3 separate regions of the Sus scrofa genome follow, and regions 1 and 2 are each linked to region 3. A link is a contact called in public HiChIP or PLAC-seq and promoter capture Hi-C data. All regions are on one chromosome and are shown on one strand. The core of a region is the stretch at or near the end of the contact, and the rest is flanking DNA. Distances in the headings are between cores, read along the strand shown.

Region 1 (3,272 bases), core at 56-2,555, 540 kb after region 3:
TGAGCATGGAGTTCCCCTCCTGGCGCAGTGGTTAACGAATCTGACTAGGAACCATGAGGTTGCAGGTTCGGTCCCTGCCCTTGCTCATTGGGTTAACGATCTGGCCTTGCGTGAGCTGTGGTGTAGGTTGTAGACGCGGCTCAGATCCTGCGTTGCTGTGGCTCTGGCGTAGGCTGGTGGCTACGGCTCCGATTAGACCCCTAGCCTGGGAACCTCCATATGCCGTGGGAGCGGCCCAAGAAATAGCAAAAAGACAAAAAAAAAAAAAAAGAGAGAGAGCAGTTTTTTTCCCTATTCCCAGTTCAGTACCAGGAGCATTTCATTTGGAAATTTCTAAGGCTGTACAGGAAGGGGCACACAGGAGAGGTGATGGTGAAGTGGCCGAAAACTGAAAAAGTGAACTTTAATTTGACTCACAGGAACATTTGCTGTTGATAACAAACTGACCTGCCAACTCTGAGGCTTATTTTAATGCCGTCGAAATCCGGGCAAAGGTTTTAGGGCTTAGATTGCAACCCATGGGAGAAGAGGAGAGACGATAACCAAGGTCTTGGAGCACTCGAGCGCTGGGCAGTTTTTGTAACCTATTTTCAAGTGGTCTGTTCAAGTGATTCCGCCGAAGGACTAAAATGCTGCATCCAGGGCTCATCGGGGAAAGTACTACTTTTAGCAAAAGCTGAAAAGAACTTAAAACATAAGCCGTTTAAGTGTCCGACATACCTAGTTTATGTGAAACGAGACCGTGCAGCCAATGGTGGAAATTTCCCGTGTTTTCTTAACACAAAGTGGATTTCCTTTCACAACTCCCAGTCGGATCCATCCCACCCAAGTCCAGTTCGACAGTGCCACGCTTTTCCCAGCCTATTCACAAACCACCTTCCAAACTGAGGTTTCCCGCCACTTCAAGAAATGGAAGGTTTTTCTCTCTAGATTCTTCACACTCGTGCGAGGCCCGAGCCTACACGGCTTTTCCCACCAGGCAAGCAACGCAACGCCCTGGGCAGCAGGCTGCAATTCGACCGCGGGGACGGAGCAAAAAGGTGACAGAGAAGGCGCTAGATAAGCGTTTAGCACCCGCCGAAAAGCCGGAGGACGAAACCGCCCACTGCAAAGCGAAAGCCAGCCGGGTAGCGCGCTGGCTTCGCGCCCGCGCAGGGAGGAGGGAGTGCGGCCGTTGTAGGGAGAAGGGAGGGGCGGAGGGCGTGTTCGCCCCCAACTCGACTCCGGATTGGTCGGCCCCAGAGAGCCGAGTGACGTCAGCCGGGGAGAACGTCCGATTTGTGTGGTGGGCGCGGGCAGGCGGGGGAGGCGCATTGCGCAGGCGCAGCTGCTAGGCTCCGCTTGCCCGGGCGCTCCGGCCCAGCTCTCGCGGACAAGTCCCGACATCGCGCCCCCCCACCTCCGGGACCGCCCCCTCCCCCTTCTCGGCGTCGTCGAAGATAAACAATAGTTGGCCGGCTAGCGCCGAGTGTCTCCCGCCGCTCGGCGGGCTGCGTGGGACCGGCGGGATCTCGGCCAGCCGGCCATGGCGGGGCTGTACTCACTGGGAGTGAGCGTCTTCTCCGACCAGGGCGGGAGGAAGTACATGGAGGACGTTACTCAGATCGTGGTGGAGCCCGAGCCGACAACTGAAGAAAAGCCCTCGCCGCGGCGGTCGCTTTCTCAGCCGTCGCCCCCGCAGCGGACACCGCCGGCCCTTCCTGGAGGCGAAGTCTCGGGGAAAGGCCCAGCGGTGGCAGCCCGAGAAGCTCGCGACGCTCCGCCGGACGCCGGGGCCTCGCCAGCTCCCGGCCGCTGCTGCCGCCGCCGTTCCTCGGTGGCCTTTTTCGCCGTGTGCGACGGGCACGGCGGGCGGGAGGCGGCACAGTTTGCCCGGGAGCACTTGTGGGGTTTCATCAAAAAACAGAAGGGCTTCACCTCGTCCGAGCCGGCGAAGGTGTGCGCTGCCATCCGCAAGGGCTTCCTTGCTTGTCACCTCGCCATGTGGAAGAAATTGGGTAAGTTCCCCGGCTTATTTGGCGCCCGCCTCTTTTTCAGGAGACTGTAGCGCCAGGTTGGGGGCCGTAGCTGCAGCACTGCAGGTCCCCACAACGAGAGCGCTCTCAGTGTCCATCGGTGGGAGTGAAGACTCTTCTAGGTGGAGGTCCGGGCAAACAAAGTAGCTTTGGGCAGGACAGGATTACTGTCTCTGTGCAAACGCTCCACGTTTTATTTACACCCCCCATCCCCGCCAAGGATCAGTGGGGGAGCGGTCCTCTCCCTTCGCGATTTCACTTTGGTGGCGGCCAGCGAAAACATGTTTGAAACCTGGCGCCAGATTTGGCCAAAAGATTCATTGAAGACACGGTGCTGCCTGAAACACGCAAAGGAAGCGGGAGATGGCAAAAATTAGAGCGTTTCCTTCGAATTTGTCACAATTTTGCTTTTGAAAGACTCGGTTGTCTCCTACGGGCGGTGTCAGTCCTCCAAAATTGACCCCTGGTGGCTGGTAGTTAGAGTAAACTGTTAGGCTAACAAGTTATCCGGCGACCTAAAGGCTTGGAAGGAATTTCGTGTGTGTGGTGGTCATCAAGTGTTTCTAGGATCTTTATGCTTGTACTGCTCATGAAAACCAGCGCCGAATGCATTCTTACCGCCTAAATTGATCCTACGTTAAGAATACGTGTTAAATTCAGCTAGGGCTTTTTTAAAGTGCACTTTTTTTTTTTTTTTGCTGAAGTTGCTATTAGCTAATTGCTGTCAGATAGTTCTCAGCAGTTCCTAGTTAAAAGTTCTTTGTAGCTAAATTGTAGCTGCTCGTCAAAGTAGCAAGAGATAAGGAATTGCTGATATGCTAAAAGGAATTAGAGACCTTAATTTCTAAAAGTTTGGTTTAGTTGCAGTTTCATCTAAGCCTTAAATGTTTTCTAAAGCAGCCATTGTTTCTGTACCTAACATAAGTTGAGTTATAGTTGCTTACCCATTGCTGTGAATGAATGGCATAAATTATTTTTTAGAGGAAAAAATGATACTGTGTGTCATTAAAAAAAATCCTCTTGTTTATATGGTGGCATAGTGTTGCTTTATTTCCAGAAGAGAGACATAGAGTGTAAAGATTGGTCAAATACAAAACATTTTTAAAAAGGTATTCTGATGGAGTTGTAGACTAGGCTCTTTCAGAGTCTGTTTTCTATTTGCCTGGCTTTCTGCCAAGAATTATTTGATTGACTCATAGCATAACCAGTCCGCCTGTGGGAGGCTGTTTTCCATCCAATCCCAGAGGTCCCTATTAT
Region 2 (3,264 bases), core at 516-3,015, 730 kb before region 3:
CTAGCTTTTGACTCCACCTCCCCTGGAACCTTTGGTTGCATCCCATTCAAACTGCTTACCTTCTCTTTTCTCACTCCCTTCTGTGCTGCAATTGTAGGGAATAATACTAGCTCAGACTACACATTGGGTAAATGCTAATTTGTCACCTGGCATCCGTATGCTGTCCCCAGTCCCGTTTGGGGTCCTCCCTTAGAAGTTCTGGATTTCCCTATCTGTTTAAAGAGGATCTTTTCTTCTTTTTTCTTCACTACCCTGGACCAGTGGTTTTCAAGCCTGGATTTAGAAGAGGTCCATTAGTTGTGGAACTTAATATTCAGATCTCTGGGTCTCCGGCAGGGATTCTGATTCAGCAGATCTGGAATGGAGCTTAGACGTACACATTTTTTGTGTGTTTTTGTTTTTTATTTTTATTTTTTGTCTTTTTAGGGCCGTACCTGCGACATATGGAGGTTCCAGGCTAGGGGTCCAGGCAGAGCTGTAGCCACCGGCCTACACTGCAGCCATAGCTACGAGGGATCTGAGCCGAGTCTTTGACCTACACCACAGCTCATGGCAACACTGGATCCTTTACCCACTGAGTGAGGCCAGGGATTGAACCCACATCCTCATGGGTACTAGTTGGGTTCATTAATCACTGAACCACAATGGGAACTCCTGTTTTTGTTTTTTAAATAATTTTTAAGGTTTTTTTTTTTTTTTTTTTTTTTTTCTTTTTAGGGTTGCACCCGCGGCATGTGGAAGTTCCCAGGCTAGGGGTCTAATCGGAGCTACAGGGATCAAACCCTCATCCTCATGGATACTCATGGGCTGGGTTCATAACCCATTGAGCCACAATGGGAACTCCCTCCATTCATCTCTTTTTAAAAAAGCTCCACAGGTAATTGTTATATGTAGTCAAAGTTGAAAATTTCTACCCTGGATACATTAAAATTGTTGGGCATAGGAGTTCCCTTCGTGGCGCAGTGGTGAACGAATCCAACTAGGAACCATGAGGCTAGGCTGCAGGTTCAATCCCTGACCTTGCTCAGTGGATTAACAGATCCGACATTGCCGTGAGCTGTGGTGTAGGTTGCAGATGTGGCTCGGGTCCCACGTTGCTGTGGCTGTGGTGTAGGCTGGCAGCTACAGCTCTGATTAGACCCCTAGTCTGGGAACCTCCATATGCCATGAGGGTGGCCCAAGAAATGGCAAAAAGACAAAAAAAAAAAAATTGTTGGGCATAGACGGACACCCAGGATTTGGGGAATAGCTAGAGACTCCTTGGTCCCTAGAGTTTAGGGACTTAATAATGAGAGACCTGTTCTTTCCCTGGCTCCCAGCCTTTGTGGGTGGGTACAAATATTTGGCAACATAATCATAACTTGAATTGTAGAGAATCTAGTGGTTCTCTTCTTTCCACTGCCTCCTTTTTGATGGAATATTGGAAATCATAGGGTTGAAATGTGTACATAGTTGGAAAAAGTACCTTGTAAAATGGTTAGCTTGGGTTATTGTTTTAACACTTTTTATTGTTTTTAATACTTTTCATGAATAATGAAGTTTTTGAGTGTGTAATGCTTTTGGTTTACAGATTTAAGCAAATGACAAACAACTGAACTTTATACTTCAAGTTAAATAGTGTATTTGACCAGAAAAATGATACTTTGAGTATTAGTTTTATACTATAATGAAACAGGAATTGATAAAATTTGAGTTTCTAACGAAAAAAAAAACCTTCAAATCTCTCTCTCTCTCTCTCTCTCTCTCTTTAGTTCTTTTTGGAGGTGGATATCTGCTCAGACAATAAGAATTATAAGAGGTCAGTTACAAATAATGCTCCTTCATGTTTACAGTGTGATTACAAATTTTATGTTTGTTGCTAAAATATTAAACTGTAGGCTTTTATGTTGAAAGGCACCTTGCACAGAAGAATATAGGCAGACTGGGGTCGGGGGGTGACCTGAAGTGAATGAGTCTGGCAGGGGTAGTATTCCATCAGCTCTTCTCAATTTGGGGCTGGAATCGGTGGAAATGGGACGGGCCGCACAGTAGCTTCTAGAGTATCTGGGCAGCTACTCAGTGATTTTCCATACGAGACCTGTCTTTTCTGTGGTTTATAGGCTAGTGCCCGAGAGTGCCACTCAGGAGAGTTGCCAGTTGGTGGACAGGCTCTTTAGTTGTTGACCCAGAGCTGCTCTCAGTCTTTGGAAGGGGATGGCTGCCTTCTCGTTCTTAGCAAGGAAGGAACAATTTGAAGTTGACCTTCTGGAGCCTTTCATTTATTTGTTAATCCTTTCTTTTTTCTTCTGTGGAATCAGAGAATTGCTCTTTTCTCAGTGAGATTTATTTTTGTATGTAGTTATCTAATTTTGGTCAGGTTATTAGCTGCCTCAGATGCCTTATTTCTCTTGTGAAGAAGCCAGCAGTAGGAGTTCCCACTGTGGCACAGCAGAAACAAACCCAACTAGGAACCATGGGGTTGCAGGTTCCATTCCTGGCCTCGATCATTGGGTTAAGGGTCTGGCGTTGCCACATGCTGTGGCGTAGGCCGGCGGCTACAGCTGTTATTCAACCCCTAGCCTGGGAACCTCCATATGCTAAGGGTGCAGCCCTAAAAAAGCAAAAAAAAAAAAAAAAAAAAAAAAAAAAAAAGCCAGCTATTCTGTGTTAGTTGAGATGGCATTTGGATTTTTTTTTTTTTTTTTTTTTTTTGTGGCCACACCTGTGGCGTATGGAAATTCCTGGGCCAGGGATTGAATGCATACCAATGCAGTGACCTGAGCCACTGCAGTTGGATTCTTAACCCATGTGCCACAGCGGGACTTCTTAACCTGTGATTTTTAAGCTTGACTGTTCACTGCTCTAAATGTGAAAGAAGTAGCCTTTTTACTGGTGTACCTTTTGGGGTTCGTTAGAGTGGTCAATCTGCTAGAACTTTTCCCTTTCACCCTCTCTCTCCTTTTTTCCTCTTTTTAAATTATTTGGTTTTCTTTGAAGGTTCTGGAAGTGAGCCGGATTATGAAATTGGGAGACATTAAAATTTTTTTTAAGAAACTTATTATTCCAAGGGAGATAAGTATAATGAATTTAGATGTCAATTTTCCTGCTTGTGTGGTATTTCCATATTTGATTCTAGTTTTAAAAATTAAAGTTAGAGGGAGTTCCCGTCATGGCGCAGTGGTTACCAAACCCGACTAGGAACCATGAGGTTGCGGGTTCGATCCCTGGCCTTGCTCAGTGGGTGGGGGTCCGGCGTTGCCGTGAGCTGTGGTATAGGTTACGGCT
Region 3 (3,604 bases), core at 522-3,021:
TTCCTGTTCAGATTGAATTCAAATTTCTGCCATTTCCTTTTAAAGGAAATACTACAGTAACACAGGGCAGAGGGTCTGTAATGCTGTACCACCACCAACTCTACTCAGAACTGGGTTTTGACATTCAAGATGAGCAATCAACTCTCACACATTCAACAATTTTGCTTCCTTGAATAAAAGGGGGGGTGCTACCTGTAAAGTACAGAAAAATGCCAAGAAAGCCCATTTTGAAGAGTCATGGCCTAGCAATAAGTGTTTTAATGTACTAGGCATATGAGACTTTTTATAACAAATCAGAGCATTTTAGTGGCATCTCTACTGTGCAAGAGCATGTCACTCTGCCCTCAGTAATTATGCTTATGGAGTGAGAGCTGTAGTATTAAGATGGGAAATATATAGGTAGCAGTGCAGCTGCGACATTTCCAGATAATTAAGCCTCCCCGAGGGTAGGTGGTTTCTGTAAGGGATAGGCCCTAAACGCCCAAGATCCTTCAACCCCCTTCCGAGGGGTGTGCTTTAGCAAAAGCACCGTCCCCTAAAAGGACAAGGTGAAGGAAGAAGGCCGAAAGAAGCAAGATCCGGGGAGAGGGGCCCAAAGTGCGTACGGAGCTACAGCCTGGAGGCCCGCAGAGGTTACCGTACGACCCACTGCAAAGGCGAGTTTGTGGGGCCTGCCGGAGAGAAGGCCTCGCCTAGGAGTTGCAACACACTCTTTCTCCAGTGCGCAGCGCTCGGCCTGGGGGAGGGGGAGGAGGGGAAACAGCTGCCAGGGGAGCGGCGAGCCCGGCCCGGCCCGGCCCGCTCACCGTGAGGGTGTCGTCTATGTAGAGGGGAATCTGCCTTCTCTCGAAGGGGAACTCCTCCTCCCCGTCCCTGCACACTGCCACCAGTCGCGCCATCGTCCCCGACGCTGCCGTTGCCACCGTCACCACCTCCTCCCAGCTGCTGCTGCCGCCGCCGCCGCTCCTGCCGCTGCCGCTGCCGCCTCCTCCCTGCTCCTGCCTGCAACAGCCAAACCCCGCGAGCGTAAGCACCCGCCGCCGCGCAGCACATTCGCCACGGGGGGGAGGGAGAAGAGCAGGAGGGGACAGGAGAGCTGGGCTGCGTTTCCCATCACCCGATTCCACACGCGCTCAGCCAATCAGCGCGGAGCAGCGCTGGGACCCGCCCCCTCGCGCCGCTGTCCCTCCCCACCCCCCACACCGCCGGCCTCCAGTCTGGGTCCAAAGGAGAGGCGGAAGGGACCTGCCGGCCCCGGGGCTTCCCCAGATCGTCAGCGGAGTCCCGGTTCTAGGACCCAACTCCCGACCTCCGGTCCAATGCCCGCAGCCCGCTGCCCACCGCCCACTGTCCGGGAGCCCTCAGCTGACCCCTTCTCCCCCTTTAAGGGCGCGCCCCGCCCAGTCAGTCCCCTGGGCTGCAGTTGCCCAGCGCGACCCCGCCCCTGGGAGGGGTCGACCCCGCCTCAGCTCTGCGGAGTCCGTGGTGGGAGTCTCAGACCCTTTCCTCACACTTCTTGGAGGTGGTCTCACGGTTCTGACCTTCACCGTTTTCGTGGTCGCCTCCCTGACCCCCACCTCGGCTCCCCGTTACCGGCTGACGAGGCCCGCGTCAGGGCCGGCCTGGGCGGGAGCGCGGCTCCGAATGCCGTTTCCTCTCCAGGCTCAGTCAGCCGCTCGCGCCACGGGTAGTGGGGGAGGGAGGGCGGGGGACTTGGGGAGGGTGGGGCAGGGAGGGGCCGAGAGCGCCGGGCGGGGGCCCCGCCTCCTCTCGCGAGACTCCGAGACTCCAGAAGGCTGCTCTTTGGTCCCCTCTTTCGAAACCCTGATGGAGGGGGTGGGGTGTTCCCCTGGGGGGTGTCTCCGATGCGTGACCTGCACCCTCCTCCTCGTCTAGCTACTCACATAAATCCGAAATAGGGCTGCTAGGAGGAGTGAGTAGGTCCCCCACTGCGCGGGCCTAGGAACCGCTCTCCCGAGAGCCGAGGGGCGAAGGGAGCGGAGCCGAGATGACTCAGGGCCGACCCGAGGGTCGGGGCCCAGTGAGGACTTGGGTAAGTGGAGAGGAGCTGAGACTTTCCAGGGCACTGAGAGCAGAAGACGGGAGTGCGGGAAGGGGAGACGAGCATCCGGGGGCTAAGAGACAAATTCTGGGCTGGTTTCTAAGTCCTTGACGCCGCTTTCCGTGACCCCCGATTCACCAGGAGCCAGCCGCGTCGCTGCTTCCCAGACTTGAGTCCAGATATCGCCGGAGGGAGGGGGGGGGCAAAAATATTTAAGTGCTGACAGTTTTTTGTTGTTGATAACAATGGAGGCGAATAGAAGACTATGGCTTGTGTATACGTCCCGGGCAGAGAAACTTCTTGAGCTGGGTTAATATTAACTTAAAGACTCAGTCAGGACACCGGTTCCCTTGGGCAAAGTACTGGTACTGGCCAAAGGCCTTTCCCTCTGACCCTCTTCTGAGAAGGAGAGCTGCTGTCAGGACAAAGTCATGTATACATCATTCCACCATGTACTCAGTTCCTACCTTTAAGGCTTTGAAGACCTGTTTGTAAAACCAAAATTGTTGGAAAGTATTTAGCCTATGAAAGCTTTGACGATTTTAAGGATCAGTCCATTTGCAACTAACTAATTCTGGTGACATCTGTATCTCCTGTTAGAATAGGCTAGAGCTGTGATACTGACCTTTAAAAAGTATTTTGGTTATCACGTGAAATCTTAGACATTCACAACAAAAAACCCCACAGTGCATCCTTAGCTATGTTGACTTATGACATTGTGTGGTCACTATTAGGGTAGGTGACATAATAAACTGGAAGAACCATTGTTCAGTCCCAAAGGTATGATTATCCAGTAAGTATTTATGTCTTTGGCTCTAATGGAGAGCACAACAGTGTGTGATCCTTCGCTTAAATTCAGGATATGCAGACAGGATGTGCATGTAGGTTCTGACAGATTAGACTACATAGCCAGAACCTGGGCATTTTTAGAGAATCTTTTGTTTTATGTAAAAACACTCTTAACAAAAAAAAAAAAGAATACTGTGCTTTAAAGCTCTGAAGGTGCTCCTATAAAGACTATATCAAGGAATATACCTACTTTATACCTTATAAACTTCCTTTGGATTATGGTCAGTAAAGGACATTAAAAATGACAAGTTCAAGGAGTTCCCGTTGTGGCCCAGTGGTTAACGAATCCGACTAGGAACCATGAGGTTGCGGGTTCGGTCCCTGGCCTTGCTCAGTGGGTTAACGATCCGGCGTTGCCGTGAGCTGTGTAGGTTGCAGACGCGGCTCAGATCCTGCGTTGCTGTGGCTCTGGCATAGGCTGGTGGCTACAGCTCCGATTAGACCCCTAGCCTGGGAACCTCCATATGCCGTGGGAGTGGCCCAAGAAATAGCAAAAAGACAAAAAAAAAAAAAAGTTCAATATATAAGTGCTAATTTTGTATTTTTAATTAAAAAATTTTATTATGATTTACAGTGTTCTGTCAATTTCTGTTGTACAGCAAAGTGACCCAGTCGTGCACTCTTTCTTACATTATCTTCCATGATGTCCCATTACAAGTGATTAGATATATAGTTCCCTGTGCTATACAGCAG

The links. Promoter capture Hi-C pulls out the DNA fragments that hold promoters and counts their contacts. HiChIP or PLAC-seq counts read pairs in DNA pulled down with a chosen protein or histone mark.
Region 1: a contact with region 3 is called in a promoter capture Hi-C map of liver, with 2.5 times the contacts expected there. The contact joins the promoter of PPM1D here to the promoter of MYO19 in region 3. A contact is called at or near these places in 2 of 5 promoter capture datasets (fetal liver and liver) and 1 of 2 datasets of contacts at active chromatin or transcription factors (alveolar macrophages).
Region 2: a contact with region 3 is called in an H3K27ac HiChIP or PLAC-seq map of alveolar macrophages, with 8 times the contacts expected there. The contact joins the promoter of ACACA here to the promoter of MYO19 in region 3. A contact is called at or near these places in 1 of 5 promoter capture datasets (liver) and 1 of 2 datasets of contacts at active chromatin or transcription factors (alveolar macrophages).

The regions. Positions count from the first base shown.
Region 1 is chr12:37,534,192-37,537,463 of Sscrofa11.1, reverse strand. PPM1D (protein phosphatase 1D) reads left to right here and starts at 1,305. Exons shown (of 6, transcript XM_005669013.3): 1 at 1,305-1,997. The coding sequence starts at 1,526.
Region 2 is chr12:38,798,926-38,802,189 of Sscrofa11.1, reverse strand. It overlaps ACACA (acetyl-CoA carboxylase alpha), which reads left to right and starts at 1,765. Exons shown (of 55, transcript NM_001114269.1): 1 at 1,765-1,798.
Region 3 is chr12:38,072,135-38,075,738 of Sscrofa11.1, reverse strand. MYO19 (unconventional myosin-XIX) reads left to right here and starts at 1,771. Exons shown (of 26, transcript XM_021067311.1): 1 at 1,771-2,053. GGNBP2 (gametogenetin-binding protein 2) reads right to left here and starts at 1,706. Exons shown (of 13, transcript XM_005669028.3): 1 at 807-1,706. The coding sequence starts at 899.